4 separate regions of the Mus musculus genome follow, and all the other regions are linked to region 2. A link is a contact called in public Hi-C, HiChIP or PLAC-seq and promoter capture Hi-C data. All regions are on one chromosome and are shown on one strand. Each heading gives the region's core, a stretch centred on a gene start, on an enhancer-like site or on the middle of the called end of the contact. The rest is flanking DNA. Distances are from core to core; before and after follow the strand shown. Region 1 overlaps Cubn (cubilin (intrinsic factor-cobalamin receptor)). Region 2 holds the start of Trdmt1 (tRNA aspartic acid methyltransferase 1). Region 3 overlaps St8sia6 (ST8 alpha-N-acetyl-neuraminide alpha-2,8-sialyltransferase 6). Region 4 overlaps Cubn (cubilin (intrinsic factor-cobalamin receptor)).

Region 1 (3,316 bases), core at 676-3,175, 250 kb before region 2:
AGGGCCAAAAAGGGGGAGTGGGTGGGCAGGGGAGTGGGGGTGGGTGGATATGGGGGACTTTTGGTATAGCATTGGAAATGTAAATGAGTTAAATACCTAATAAAAAATGGAAAAAAAAAAAAAAAGATAAAGTCAGACCAGGAGCTGCCTAACTGCTTCCTACCCTCTTAACACAAAGGCTACATCCATTACAACAGTGATCCAGACCTAATGGAATGGCTTTTCCTCCCACACAGACCTCAGGGGTCTGCTCTGCTTGATTGAGATTCTTGAACATCCCCAGCTCAGTCTAGCTTCCCAGCTATTGCATCTGCCTTCCTTTGCCCAGACCACCCTTGCTGGTATTCATGGAGTCTGTTGAGGTCTCTCTTCCTCTATCATCCACCAGCAATGCCTTCCCTAAAGTGAACACTGCCCACATCCCCTGACTCCTTTCCTCAGGACAAGTATTACTGTCAACATGTTACACATTTAACTTGCCAATTCTATTGCCTTTCCTTCTAAAATGAATACAACATTCCACAGAAGCACAGAATTTTATTCTGTTCCGCCATATCGCCCCAGACCTTAAGAGTGTGTAATGCATAAACCATGCTTACTCGCTTCTTGGTAAGTGCTTTGACCCTTCCCTATGACCCACATGCCTTGGTTTGTTTTATGTTGCTGTACCAGAGTACCATAGACCATGTCATTTATACACAAGTAAGTTAATTGTGATATTTCTGAGGATTGAGGAACATTCAGAATTCAAGGGGCAGACTTTGATGAGGGCCTTCTTGCCTTCTAACATATGAGCATCCTAAGAAGATCATCAGGAGCATGCCAGCTCGGCAATCTCTTCCTCTCCTGGGGTGATACTATTCACCCCATGATAGGAACCCCACTCTCATGACTTCATCTAACCCCAGTTATACCTCAAAGCCCCCCATACCTTTAGCATATGGATATAAGGTTTACATTTCTACCACAGGTACTTGAGTGATATGTACACACCACAGCATCACCCTTCCCTAAAATATTCTCCCTGAGTCTACTCTATCTCAATAAACAGCTCAAGTCTAAATTCCAGTCATACTCAACTCTCCCATTCCCATGATAAGCATCCCCACTTTGTTCCACTTTCGAAATATATTGTATCAATGCCATGTGACACAGTTTCTTCAGAACATGGCTCACAGATCAATTGCACAGAGCACTCACAGAGTTCTGCACCGTAGTGCCCAGGTGTTTGATGACCTAGAGTATGTGTCTATTCTTCCTACAAAACTATACCTTGTACCCAATGCAGAACTTGCAAGCCCTGGTCAATGCTGTTGCTTCTCTCCCTTCCCAGTGCTTGCTGCCTCTGACAGTCTCCTCCCTTGGAGACATAGTCTTTCTTGAAGGACTGATAATCCCTAGTCATAGACCTTTTACTCAAATGTCACCTCCCCTGAGAGTCTAATCCCACACAGTGGGGCCCTCCTCCAATACCATCTTGTTTTATTTTACTGTGATGAAACTCAATCAATGTAATGCTTATTTACTTTGATTGGGCGCCCCCTCTGCACAAGTGTGAGTTTCACAGGAAGAGAAACGGAGTTATGCTCAGAAGTGTCTCTAGCATCCAGAACTACTGATGGCTTTCACAGATTTTTACAAACACCCAAAGAAATAGTGAGGATTTGTATATCCCTCAAACACTTTACTAAAAAATAAATAAATAAATAAATAAATTAATATAGTATGTTTTCATTTTTATGTCTATGTTGTTAATTTTTATTGTACTTTAATAATGATTTTCTGTGTTTCTGTAGCCCTGAATATGAGTTCATAACAGAACCACATTAGATCAGAAATCTCAGAGTAGTGTGGCCACTGATGTTATAAAATGAACATGATAAATTTCAAAATTAAAAAATGAAACAAAACTGACCACTAGATGGTGCTGTCTCTTCTATATGAATTCACGAGGAGCACAGAAAAGTGAAGTTCTGTAGTCAAACACCCTCACTTTATAGAGAAGAGTTGCCAAGTTAAAGACAACATACTTTTTCTGCTAAGTGAGGTTTCATTACAACCACTGTGGTCTATACAAGCTTTCACTTGTATCATGTACCTGGCTTGTGTTGGGTAGTGTGTATATGGAGAGACATAAGAGCATTTATGTACCTTCAAGGTGCTCATAAAATAGTGAGAAGAAAGAGCTAAATATAAACGTATGTGCGCGCATGTGCGTGTGTGTGTGTGTGTGTGTGTCTGTGTGTGTGTTGCTGTTTACAGATATATCTACAAATATGCATGGAAAAATATAAAAAAGAAACCAAAGAAAAGAAAAGGTAATTCTGTCAAATAATATCAAGGAGATTCATACTATAAAAGAGAGAGAGAGTCGGGGAAGACCACCCAGTTCATGCCGAGGAGCCTGGGTCTTACTTTACAAGACCAACGTCAGTTAGAGACTGGTAGATGTGAGGGGCAGGACAAGGACAAGCTAGGGCTGGGTAGAAGGTGGCCCTGTGCTGGTACTATATTCATCCAACCACATTAAAGTAAGAGTTAGCGTAACTGATTGGAATATATAGTTACAAACTGCATGACTACTAGCCTCCTGTATGATCAAACCTGAAATTATTTCTCTGTTCTGTTCCTTGCCAACACCAAATCTCTTGCTGTGGGTAGACCCTGAACAACACTGGAGCAGGGACTGCATGTCTGTGGTGAGTTAGTGTCTGAACACTAACTCAGGCACACCTTGCCTTCTAGAAGCCTTGTTTCTTGGTGTCACTGTGACAAAATGCCTATAATAGTCAACTCAAGATATACTTTGTCTCTAGGACTCAGTCTTTGCACGACTAATCTCTATAGCAACACAGTTATAGAGCTTTGTTGTTCTAGGACTGTGTTAAGGTCATGACAGAAGGACACACAGGGGGTGGGGGTTATATACTTCACAGAAGCACTGATGCAGATAGAAAAGAGTGGTTGGGACTCAGGTATCTTTCAAACGGCAGTGTCCTCAGTAACCTACCTTCCTAACTGACTCCCATGCTACCAACCATGTCTTCTTAACGGCTGTGCTTTGGTGGGTCATGTAAGATTCAAAGTATCACAGTAATAATTATTTACTCTTTATGCATTTTTAAATGTTTGAGCTAATATCTATAATGAGGTAGACTGAAATTCACACTTATTTAATGAATAACTAAGTACATGAATGCTTAGTGGCAGTGCTATCTCCTAACCAATGCACCTAGGGTCTGCTGATGTTGTCCCTAAAGAGGCACACACCCTTCCCCAGTGCCTGATAATATGCAGAAGGGTTAAGCCCAGTGAG
Region 2 (3,316 bases), core at 4-2,503:
ATAAATAAAGAAAAACACCAGGATGTACTACTTCCTTACAGATAAATTTAAAACCAAAGTTTATCTAACATACAAACACTAAAAAAGATTAATAATTAAATATTAATTGTTATTAATTAATATGATTAAGACCTCTTCTATAAGCAAACCTCAAACCGAAGATGTAGGGAGCTTTCGGTAACCAGAAAGTTACTTTGGATAACAGGGAAAGTATTTCTTAACAGGTCATATATTAACTAACATAAGGCAGGTTAAAAAAAAAAAAAAAGCTATCGTAGAAAAGTTTGAATTTGCAATCTCTGAGAGGCAACAGAAGCAAAAGTAAAAGTAAAGGCTAGAACTTAGGGACTTTCAAGAGTGAAGGAATACAAAAATCTTGCTCCACTTAGCTTCTTGTTACTCTAGTTAATAAAAAGAGAAGCAAAGTTTCCTTTTTGCATTTGTCTTAGTCTTAGCAACTTCAGGACAGACGTGCTTGCACATGTGCACAGACACACACACACACACACAAACACGCGCCCGCACACCCACTGTCACTTCATATCCCAAGTGCCTAAAATACAGTACTGGTCAATGGAGTTCACCAAGTAAATATTTCTGAGTTATCACAAAAGTGGGTAGAGACCAAAGAAATTACGAAGCTTCCAAACCTAAGTGACAGCAAACTAATTTCTAAGCTGCTACAGTGTGTCAAGCACATTACTGTTTTTAATTCTCCCCCTTCACACTAATACTTGTACATTTCTATCTTGAACTGCAGTTATCCCCCTGCTCCAACCCACCCCCGCCCGCTTTCGTGACTTCCTCCAAGCCCAGTGACAGCCAGTCTAGAATTTGGATCTTGGCTTTGGGCAAAGGGCTCGCCCTTGCCTTAACTTTGTCTGAAGCAACTTAGGTTCATTTGGCTGCACACGAATGCAGCCTCACAAACAGTACCATGGGGAGCCGGCCTGCTTAGGCTCCAAGGATTGGGGCCAGAGTAGGGGAGTCTCAGCCTGGAGGGGCGGACCAGGGAGGCTCACTAAAGTGGTTTCCAGGGCAACCGAGGTCGACCGCACCAGGTCCCGCCCCACCGCCCCGCCGCCCCGCCCCTCCGCGGCGCGAGAGCCGGAACCTGCGGCCCCAAGTGAATCCAAGAGAAGCTGTCTGTCCGCTCACCTCGCAGCGCGTGGTGCATGCCACCAATGCCACTGTACAGCTCCAGGACACGCAGAGGTTCCATCCTCTCGCAACCGCGACCGCGGCCTGGAAACTAGGCCTACCGGTTCTCTGCGTCTCTTACTCCCCCATGTCCGCTCCGTTCCCTTCGCTTCTGGTTCCGCGGCTTTTCAGTTCCCCCAACCCCCTGTTCCTCTAGCTGCAGATTAAGATCACAGTTTGGAGCCCGGGGGCTAGCAGGGCTAGGAAGGGGACAAAGGACAGACAAACTATTAATAAGGCCTCCCAAGTGAGAGACTGCCGCTCCTTAGCCTGATTTGTGCTTTTTCCTCCTTGTTTTGTGTTTTCTGAGGCCTTGAGTAGAGAGCTGAAACCACCCTTGGCTTTGAAGTAAATTACTGATTAGAACACAGTCTTTTTGTTTGTTTGGTTTTGGTTTTTTTGTTTGTTTGTTTTTAACTGCAGGTTCCTTTTGTTCTTTTAAAGTCTGACCTGATCAAGCAATTCTTTGAGGAATCTTGGGCACATATCTATATGCTCTCTGGTGTGCCTGTGCGAGAGTAAGAAGTTAAGTCCTACCAGGCTCTTTCCTAAAGAAAGCTCCAGAATTACAAGTACTTAAAGCCGATCCCTCTGAGCCCATTCATAATAGGGAGGATGCCTGCTATAAATGAAAATAGGACTCATCCTATTTACCCCGACACATGCTGTTTCTTTTTATTGAAAACAGATTTTCTTCTTCACATAATATATCCTGATTGCAATTCCTCCTCCTTTACTGAAGTACCCCTAGCTCCTCCCCACCCCATCAAGATCCACCCAGTTTCTGTCTCTCATTAGAAAACAAATGGGCTTCTATAACAATGAAATAAAACAAGACAACAAAAACTAACACATCGGTATTGAGCAAAGCAAACGGGGGGGGGGGGGCGGGGGGGGGCGACGGGAGACAAGAAAAGGCCCAAGAAATGGAAAACCCATTTGCACACTCATAAAAACACTTAACTGGAAACCATAATAATAAATGCAAAGAGCAGTAGGGTAAAAAGAGAGAAGAAAATATATAAATAAAATAAAATAAAATAAAATAAAATAAAATAAAATAAAATAAAACATAAGTTAAAAATTGAAGGAGGAGGAGCCCTGGCACAACATTATAAGACAAAGACTCTCCAATGATGCTATTGAGTTCATTTCCTGTTGGCCATCAACTGCTGGGCCCACGGCCTACTCTTAAGAGTAGTTTGTTTCCCCAGTGAGATTCCCTTGGAGGAAAACAAATCTTCATTTGCAGGAGGTTATCAACCAGATATTGTTCTGAATTAGGGATGGGATGTGCCCAGTTCTCCTTGCAGCTCTAGGGCCCCACACGGTGCAGGCCTGTGCATGCTGCCTCAGTCTTTTTGAGTTCAATATGTGTTGATCACATTGATTTAAAGGGCCTTCGTTTCTTGGTTGTCCTCCATTCCCTCTGGCTCTTACACTCTTCCCATCTCCTCCTCCATGGGGTTCCCTGAGCCCTTAGGGAAGGGATTTGATGGAGACATACCATTTATGACTGAGCATTCCAGTGCTCTCTACAGAATGTCTGGCTCTGTGTCGCTGTTTTTATTCCCATCTGCTACAGGTGAAAGCTTTCTCTGAGGATGACTGAACAAGTCACTGACTCTCAAACTCTCAAACAACCCAAGCTGTTGCTAAAACTATAAGTTGCTCTCCACAAACCAACAGCAAGTCCGAATTGCTGAAGACAATACCTGCACAACTCATTGAACATGAAGAAGTTAAGTTGGTTCCTACATAAAGCCTCAGCATGCTAACCTCTTTGGTCTAGGAAGTTACTCTGCATGCTAGCTACCAAAGGAGAAATGTAAACACCATCCTAGTCACAGACCCTTTGATATACACTGCTGTTCTCTCTGAAAGTTATGTTAGTACAATGGTGGCCTAAACCCTGTGAAAATAGCCAACCAATATCAATTGGACTTAAGGCCCAATTTTTTAAAGGCCAATATACATTGTCCTTTATGTTTTCTGCACTCGTTAGTCACTTATTTTGGTAAGAAAGGATGTTGTATGGTAGAAGGACGGTTCAAAACTAGAATTTAGCCTTTAGTAACTGGTTGTGTGACTTTGAGATAACCTGTTTTCCTCGTCA
Region 3 (2,923 bases), core at 102-2,601, 220 kb after region 2:
TTGATCCTCACCAAGTGCATATAATGACTACTAGAGGGAAACAGCAGAGGAGTAGGGGAAGGACAAAGAGTGGACAGTGTAGGAAAGGTGGGGGCTTGGCACTTTGATGATAAGGGAGAGCATGCAGGCTGAGTGATGCGCCTTGTTTAAAATCAGCAACTCGGGGTCCATGGTGCCATGCACACCAATGCTACAATGGTTAGGAAGGTCTAAACATTCTGAATTTCCATGGACACTCCAGGTAATAAATGCATGTGCTTGCTGTGTTTAAAACCCTGCAAAGGCCATAAAACCATGAGCTATTAAAGAAAGTCTGGACTGGACCATGCAGAGAACTGTTAAATGAGTTTCTCTGAGCCTCAGCTGTAAAATGACTAAGCAAATGGTTAGCAAATATTTCTCTGTGGCATTCTCCACAATTTGATGGTTTTTCCCCAACACCTTGTTGGGGATTAAACCTGAGGCAAGTGTTCTACCATTGAGCAACACCCTTGGCCTGGGACATTTCATTTCGACTAATAAGATTTCATAGAGTCGTGATCAACCTGCACCAAGTTGATATACCCTGTGCTTCTCTAAATAAACCAAAATGAGAAGCCTGAAGGCCCTTCCTTCACCTGCCACCCTGCTTTAAGGCTCTTAATATCACAAGGCTGGATGGCATCCTGGGTTAACTCCAGCTATGAATGTTATTGTCAGAGTAACAACATTAGAAAGAATCTGAGTGGTCAGGTGTAGGTAGAAGGCAGATAGACAAGAGGCAGGGCACGGGTTTTCAACCACATTTGTTTTCTTTGTATAAAAAGGATTTCTTCACAGTGTTATTTTGAAGGGATTTTAAGCACGTCACTTCAGCATGTGACCAGAATAGTGATAAACTGTTTTGAAAGCAGTCATTTTAGCAAATAATAGAAGTTTCATTTTAAGGGGTGGGGGGATTGGTGTGACTACAATAGAGATTTATTTGGACTGTGAACTATATAGGCTGCAAAGACTATAGTGAATAAAGGATTAACTTGAAAAAAAATCAATGAGGAACCTGTTGTACAAACAAGTAAAGAATGTAGAAAGCCAGAGTTGATCTTACTGCTGTCTTAAAAATGGCCATGGAAGGTGTCCTGGGTTCAAGTCCTAAGTTTCACACCTGCCTCCTGTGTGACCAATTTATCCATGTCTCACTTTCTTTCTCCATGAAAGGTCACTGGCATACAAATGTTGACTTGTTTCTTCTGTGTCTCAGGTATTATTTGAGTCATAGCTGTAAAGGAAACAGGCAACAAGCCATGCCCATGTAGAACATCCTGCTAGTGGGTGGAGACAGATAACAACTGATATGAAGTCTATTTCATGTTTCAAGGTGAACAGTGAGATGCTGAAAACAAAGCAGGGGAGAGTGAGCACAGTGCCTGCTGGAGTGGAGAGGAGGTTAGGGGCAGCCTCCAAAGCCTAGACTTGAAGCAGGGTGCAAGCTAGATGAGTATTTGGGGTGAAGGGTATGAAGCAGTAGTCTAGGCAGAGAACATGGTCGGAGACAAGACACACAGCAGTCTAGAAATAGCCTTAGGTTCTTTATGGCTAAACCATGAGAGCACATAGGAGAACCAAAGGAATGAGGTCAGAGAGGCAGCTAGACCAGATTTTGTAGTGACTTGTACTATAAAATGGGCATTGGCTTTTGCTGTGAGTGTGTCAAGAAATGGCTAAAGGATAGTGATGGACTGAAGTTTATATTTTAAAAGACTTTTGATTATGTTCAGAATAAACACTGGAAGGGCGTGGGTTCTGAGGCCAGGACAACCATTGGGAAGGCAAGTGCTTATGAGTTTACTATGGTCCACTGGTTTTATATGACGTTATATCTATGAGCCTAAGTGTCATGGTACCACACACAGTCATGATGCAGTTCCATTGTCAGAGGTTTTGCTACAAATATGCAATTAGGGAAAATAGAGTCAACAACTATAGTTCCCTATCATGAACTTGTAGATGGCATAAGCACACTTCAGGGTCATTTTTGGAGCCTGCTGTATGACTCAAGTCAATGGATGCGGGTGGGTGGCTGGGGGCAGGTCACACCTCAATTCCTCTGGCTTTTTGTTTTTTTGTTTTTTGGTTTTTTTGCTGTACTATTTTTGTTAGTACATATTAATTATACAAAATGGGCTTCACTGTGATATTTTCATACATGTGCATAATATATTTCAGTCATATTTGTCCACCATTACCTGGCTTCTTTACTGATATCAAGACAAAATTTGGAAGTCAAAGACTAGCTAGGAATATTTTGGGATCCTCCAGATCCAGGGTTCTCAAAGAATCTTCTGAGAATTCACTACTGTGATGCTACTGCTGGATGTGGATCGATAAGTTCCACCCTCAGAGTCCAGCCTCTTGCCGGAGGTGATAGAAATCCACCTGCATCAGTACTTTCTCCAACACTTCCTTCTCTGATCTAAGTCTCAGAGTAAAAGCTGACTCATGGCACAGGGTAGGAACCCTGGAAGAAGAGAATGAATGAATACCTTAGTCCATTTCCATGGTTGGTTTTTATTTCAAAATCCCATGATGGTCCTTTATAGTCACACTCCTTTGCTTTAAATAGCATGTACGAGACTAAGAAGACAGTTCCTAAGCAGAGCATCAAGTACCATCTTAGACATATTCTGTAACAATGGAAGATTAGAATTGATATCATCTAATAGAAAAGTCATTTTGACCTCAGGTGTTAAATTAACAGGGAAACATGGAGGAGGGTTTGGGGTAACCATGTTTTTTTTTTTTTTTAATCTATGTATAGATGGTAAATTCTCCAAACACTCCTTCCACTGAGCCCAGAATGCCAATAGGCTCAGACCCCAAGAAAGGGCTGGAAGTCATATGGAGAGAAGAGTGGGAGAGTATGAATAGATCACATGATTAGCTG
Region 4 (3,171 bases), core at 509-3,008, 210 kb before region 2:
AAGAACTAGGAATAATTGAATTTGGATCCAAATTTCCCACAAGGCAAAGCAAGAGAAGACAATGCATATTTCATGCTACTATAAACAAGAATGGGTAATGTGTTCTCAGAATCAAAAGAATTTATAAGCAACAAGGCTGTGTTGGAGGCAATGAACAATGGTCTCTACTGCCTCTTTCTGCATCTTTAGGTAGGGGTAGCATAGAATTGTAATGAGTAAACCATGTGCAGTCAACCAGTTAGTGTATGGACTTCTTTCTGTGTTTAGAAGCAACCAGAGTGTGACCTCATATCTCCTAAGATCTTCTGTAGTCAGAAACTACAAGCCTCAGAAGACATAAGATGGGAGCAGACACATGGCAGTCAATATTTAAGAATTGCTATGACGTGGAACAAATTTGGACATTTGTCTCATGACCCCATATGCTGTGTGGTGCAGCCTTTCCTTTCCTCCATCTTGGCCATCAGATTGGTTGCTGGGTTTGTAGGAATTTCAAACACAGTCCAGCTGGGTGTGGTGTTCAGCAAGTAACAGGATGCTCAGAGCTCAGCCATGCTGCCTGTAGATCTTGGGCTTTGTTTCCCTCTTTTCGGACAAGCATTCAAGTACACAGAGGGTGGGTAAACACTAATTCCTGCACTTGTTTGGAGTGTAGAGGAGGAAAGTAAACACCAATGCATAAAAATGATTTAAAAAATGGAATTTAAACAACCTCCTACAGAAATGAATTCCCAAAATGATTCCTTGATGGAGTTTCATCCTCCCCGTGAGAAAAGATCTGAAGCCATGATATTTGAAAATAAATATAAGTAAAGGTCTGTCTTAGGTACTTCCACAAATGCCAGTTTCCAGGCTCAGGCATGTACACAGAGCTCCCAATCAGCTTTTTCACAGATTTTTAAAACGTGAATGAAGAACAACCAGGACTCTAAGGAAACATCCAATGTGAAATTCAGAGACCAATGTAAATAGAGATGCAAACTGAAAGAAACTACATGAAACTTCAAATTATGATTCTATAATAGTTTAAATATGTACATTCAAATGATTCTAGTAAAGCAGAAATCTTATAGGTACTCAAAGGTTGCTGTACATATTCGTGTCCTTAGAGAGTTACAAGAGCATGTACCTCAGTGAAAACAGGAAATTGACTAAGAAAGGAAATGTACAGCATCATGGAGCCAGCTGGCCAGTCCAGAATGCAATGAAGAGACTACAGACACAATGGGGCAGGAAAATCCCAAAACAATGGTTCCCAGATGGCTTGCTGCAGATGGACAGGGATACTGGTGACAAAAATAGACATGCATGTCTTTGATGGAAGATATGTAGAAAAATTCGTGACTAACATCTATAGAATCTAAAAATAGTACAACTGTTATTGTTATTTGAAAAAGCAAATGGAAACGTGGGCACAGCATACTGCCTGGCTTAGCCTGAATGTAGTTTCCACAATCACCCAAGTGGACCAATCATGGAAACTGTGACATGTGTGACTGAAACAGGGAAGTGGACAGAATATGTGTACTCTGAATTCCCTGTGTGCACTTCTCAAGGGAGGAAGCTAATTTCTCAGTTTTTATAGTGGGACATGGCTAGATGAGACCCAAAACGAACTAAAGAGGTGCAAAATAGGAAATGTTAGCTAGAAACAATAATGTAAATGCTTAGAAGGGATTAGAGTCCCAGAGTAGTTGCATTAAGAAGGAGGAGGAAAAGAGAAAACAGGAACATCACCCAGCATTCTCTGGCTCTCAAATGTAAGAAAACCACAGTGGTTCTATACTGAGTATCTGGGGGAAACATTTCAGTACTTCAGATACTAGACCTGAGACAATAATCGGAAAGCTAAATAAGGCCATGTTGAGGTACTTGCAAGTGATGAGGGGATGTCATGGGATGTCAAAATAAATTGCAAACATTAATTTGGGATTTCGGATTGAGCAGCAGACAACTAAACTGACAACAAAAATAGCTTTTTTTTTTAAAAAAAGGTAATCATGTTATTTCCCCAATTCATTCATCAAACCCTTATCTCCAAGAATATAGACCACTAGGATTCACCAAAGGAAACTAGTTCTCGCTCTCAGTAAGCTGGTGTGAAGTACTGTGAAATGACAACACATGAAGGAACAGGTCAAGGGGGGCTTGCTTCATTTAGGGTCCTATAATGAGGTGGTGGGGGTCAGTCACTAGAGTGGAGGTCTAAGGGACATGAAAAGATAACTAGGCAGCCATCTTGGGAGGGACAGTCTAGATGGAGGTCATATCAGCAGTTAAGGCATGATGTTGGAGCACTGCACATAATCAAGGGACAGAAGAGAGATTAGGGTGGCTGGGTCACAGGAGCAGAGAGGAGGTAGGGGTGGGGGAGCACCCTCATAGAAGCAAGGGGGAGGGGATATGGGAGAGGGAGTTTTTGGAGGGGAAACTGAGAAAGGGGATGACATTTGAAATGTAAATAATAAAATAACCAATAAATAATAAATATATAAATATAAAAAATAATGCTTTGTTCTGAAAACTAAACCAACATATAACCTGGGTGCATGCAATTATTGATGTCAGTCTCTGAAAGAAGTTTATGGTGATTTCCTTCTGTCTAAAATACTCTGAATTTGTGTGAATTTGCATAGGTGGTAATAGTTTGACTGAGTTTTCATACTACCACGTCTGTGTGAACACATCCCATACTCAATAGAACACAGAGCCCAGCCTCCAGGGAACACTTACAATGAGGTGCTCAGTGTTGCAGGATTGCTGGGTACTTAGCCTCAAATTGGTAAAAGTGAGGATAATCTGCCTTCCTTCGTGTACATTGATCGTCCACTCACAGATCCTGGGATGAGGATTTGGGTTTGGGTAGTTGGGAGAAGTAAATGTGCCAGTAGGGCCATGTAAATCCCCACCACACACTGAAAGACAGAAAGAAAAGCATTTAGTCAAAATATCTTTCTGCATTTAAAATTAGTTTTTAATGACCCATCTAGAAAAAGTTATTGGTCATAATTTTTGTTTCCACATGTATGAGAGTGCTCATCTATATTCAATCTTGACTTCTTATATCTATATTGGTATTCAACTCTTGTCTCTATCAATATTTAACATTTTCTTCCATAGAAAACAGTTCACTGGCAACATTTAAATAATTATCAGGGCCCAGAATATATA

What was found. Promoter capture Hi-C pulls out the DNA fragments that hold promoters and counts their contacts. A called contact is a pair of places that touch in the nucleus more often than the background predicts. HiChIP or PLAC-seq counts read pairs in DNA pulled down with a chosen protein or histone mark.
Region 1: a promoter capture Hi-C map of neural stem cells shows a contact between it and region 2. The contact joins the enhancer-like site here to the promoter of Trdmt1 in region 2. A contact is called at or near these places in 21 of 39 promoter capture datasets (the 3T3-L1 cell line, the C10 cell line, the HPC-7 cell line and 13 more), 7 of 15 datasets of contacts at CTCF or cohesin (CD8 T cells, the G1E-ER4 cell line, embryonic stem cells and 4 more), 123 of 484 Hi-C or Micro-C datasets (the 4T1 cell line, the AML12 cell line, B cells and 65 more), 41 of 115 datasets of contacts at active chromatin or transcription factors (the 230-238 cell line, CD8 T cells, DN3 thymocytes and 27 more) and 5 of 9 other capture datasets (adipose tissue, bone marrow-derived macrophages, embryonic stem cells and 2 more).
Region 3: a Hi-C map of CD4 T cells shows a contact between it and region 2, with 4 times the contacts expected there. The contact joins the enhancer-like site here to the promoter of Trdmt1 in region 2. A contact is called at or near these places in 3 of 484 Hi-C or Micro-C datasets (CD4 T cells, CD8 T cells and embryonic stem cells) and 1 of 115 datasets of contacts at active chromatin or transcription factors (thymic regulatory T cells).
Region 4: an H3K4me3 HiChIP or PLAC-seq map of bone marrow-derived macrophages shows a contact between it and region 2, with 2.6 times the contacts expected there. The contact joins the enhancer-like site here to the promoter of Trdmt1 in region 2. A contact is called at or near these places in 9 of 39 promoter capture datasets (the C10 cell line, the HPC-7 cell line, cranial neural crest and 6 more), 2 of 15 datasets of contacts at CTCF or cohesin (large pre-B cells and pro-B cells), 8 of 115 datasets of contacts at active chromatin or transcription factors (the 230-238 cell line, acute myeloid leukemia, bone marrow-derived macrophages and 4 more) and 3 of 9 other capture datasets (adipose tissue, liver and macrophages).

The regions. Positions count from the first base shown.
Region 1 is chr2:13,288,871-13,292,186 of GRCm38.p6, forward strand. The region is part of intron 60 of Cubn (cubilin (intrinsic factor-cobalamin receptor)); the gene reads right to left. The region is part of intron 2 of Gm13270 (a long non-coding RNA gene); the gene reads left to right. Among named protein-coding and RNA genes, the nearest start is that of Gm13270, 19 kb to the left of the region's middle. Within about 2 kb of position 1,926, at least 11 of the 459 cell types and tissues checked have an H3K27ac peak or open chromatin away from gene starts, as enhancers often do. A contact at or near this core is called in the HL-1 cell line, bone marrow-derived macrophages, heart atrium and 2 more, where this site is marked.
Region 2 is chr2:13,543,411-13,546,726 of GRCm38.p6, forward strand. It overlaps Trdmt1 (tRNA aspartic acid methyltransferase 1), which reads right to left and starts at 1,254. Exons shown (of 11, transcript NM_010067.4): 1 at 1,159-1,254. The coding sequence starts at 1,222.
Region 3 is chr2:13,759,255-13,762,177 of GRCm38.p6, forward strand. The region is part of intron 2 of St8sia6 (ST8 alpha-N-acetyl-neuraminide alpha-2,8-sialyltransferase 6); the gene reads right to left. Among named protein-coding and RNA genes, the nearest start is that of St8sia6, 33 kb to the right of the region's middle. Within about 2 kb of position 1,352, at least 17 of the 459 cell types and tissues checked have an H3K27ac peak or open chromatin away from gene starts, as enhancers often do. A contact at or near this core is called in CD8 T cells and thymic regulatory T cells, where this site is marked.
Region 4 is chr2:13,328,748-13,331,918 of GRCm38.p6, forward strand. Cubn (cubilin (intrinsic factor-cobalamin receptor)) reads right to left here. Exons shown (of 67, transcript NM_001081084.2): 48 at 2,734-2,915. Among named protein-coding and RNA genes, the nearest start is that of Gm13270, 59 kb to the left of the region's middle. Within about 2 kb of position 1,759, at least 18 of the 459 cell types and tissues checked have an H3K27ac peak or open chromatin away from gene starts, as enhancers often do. A contact at or near this core is called in bone marrow-derived macrophages, neural stem cells and pro-B cells, where this site is marked.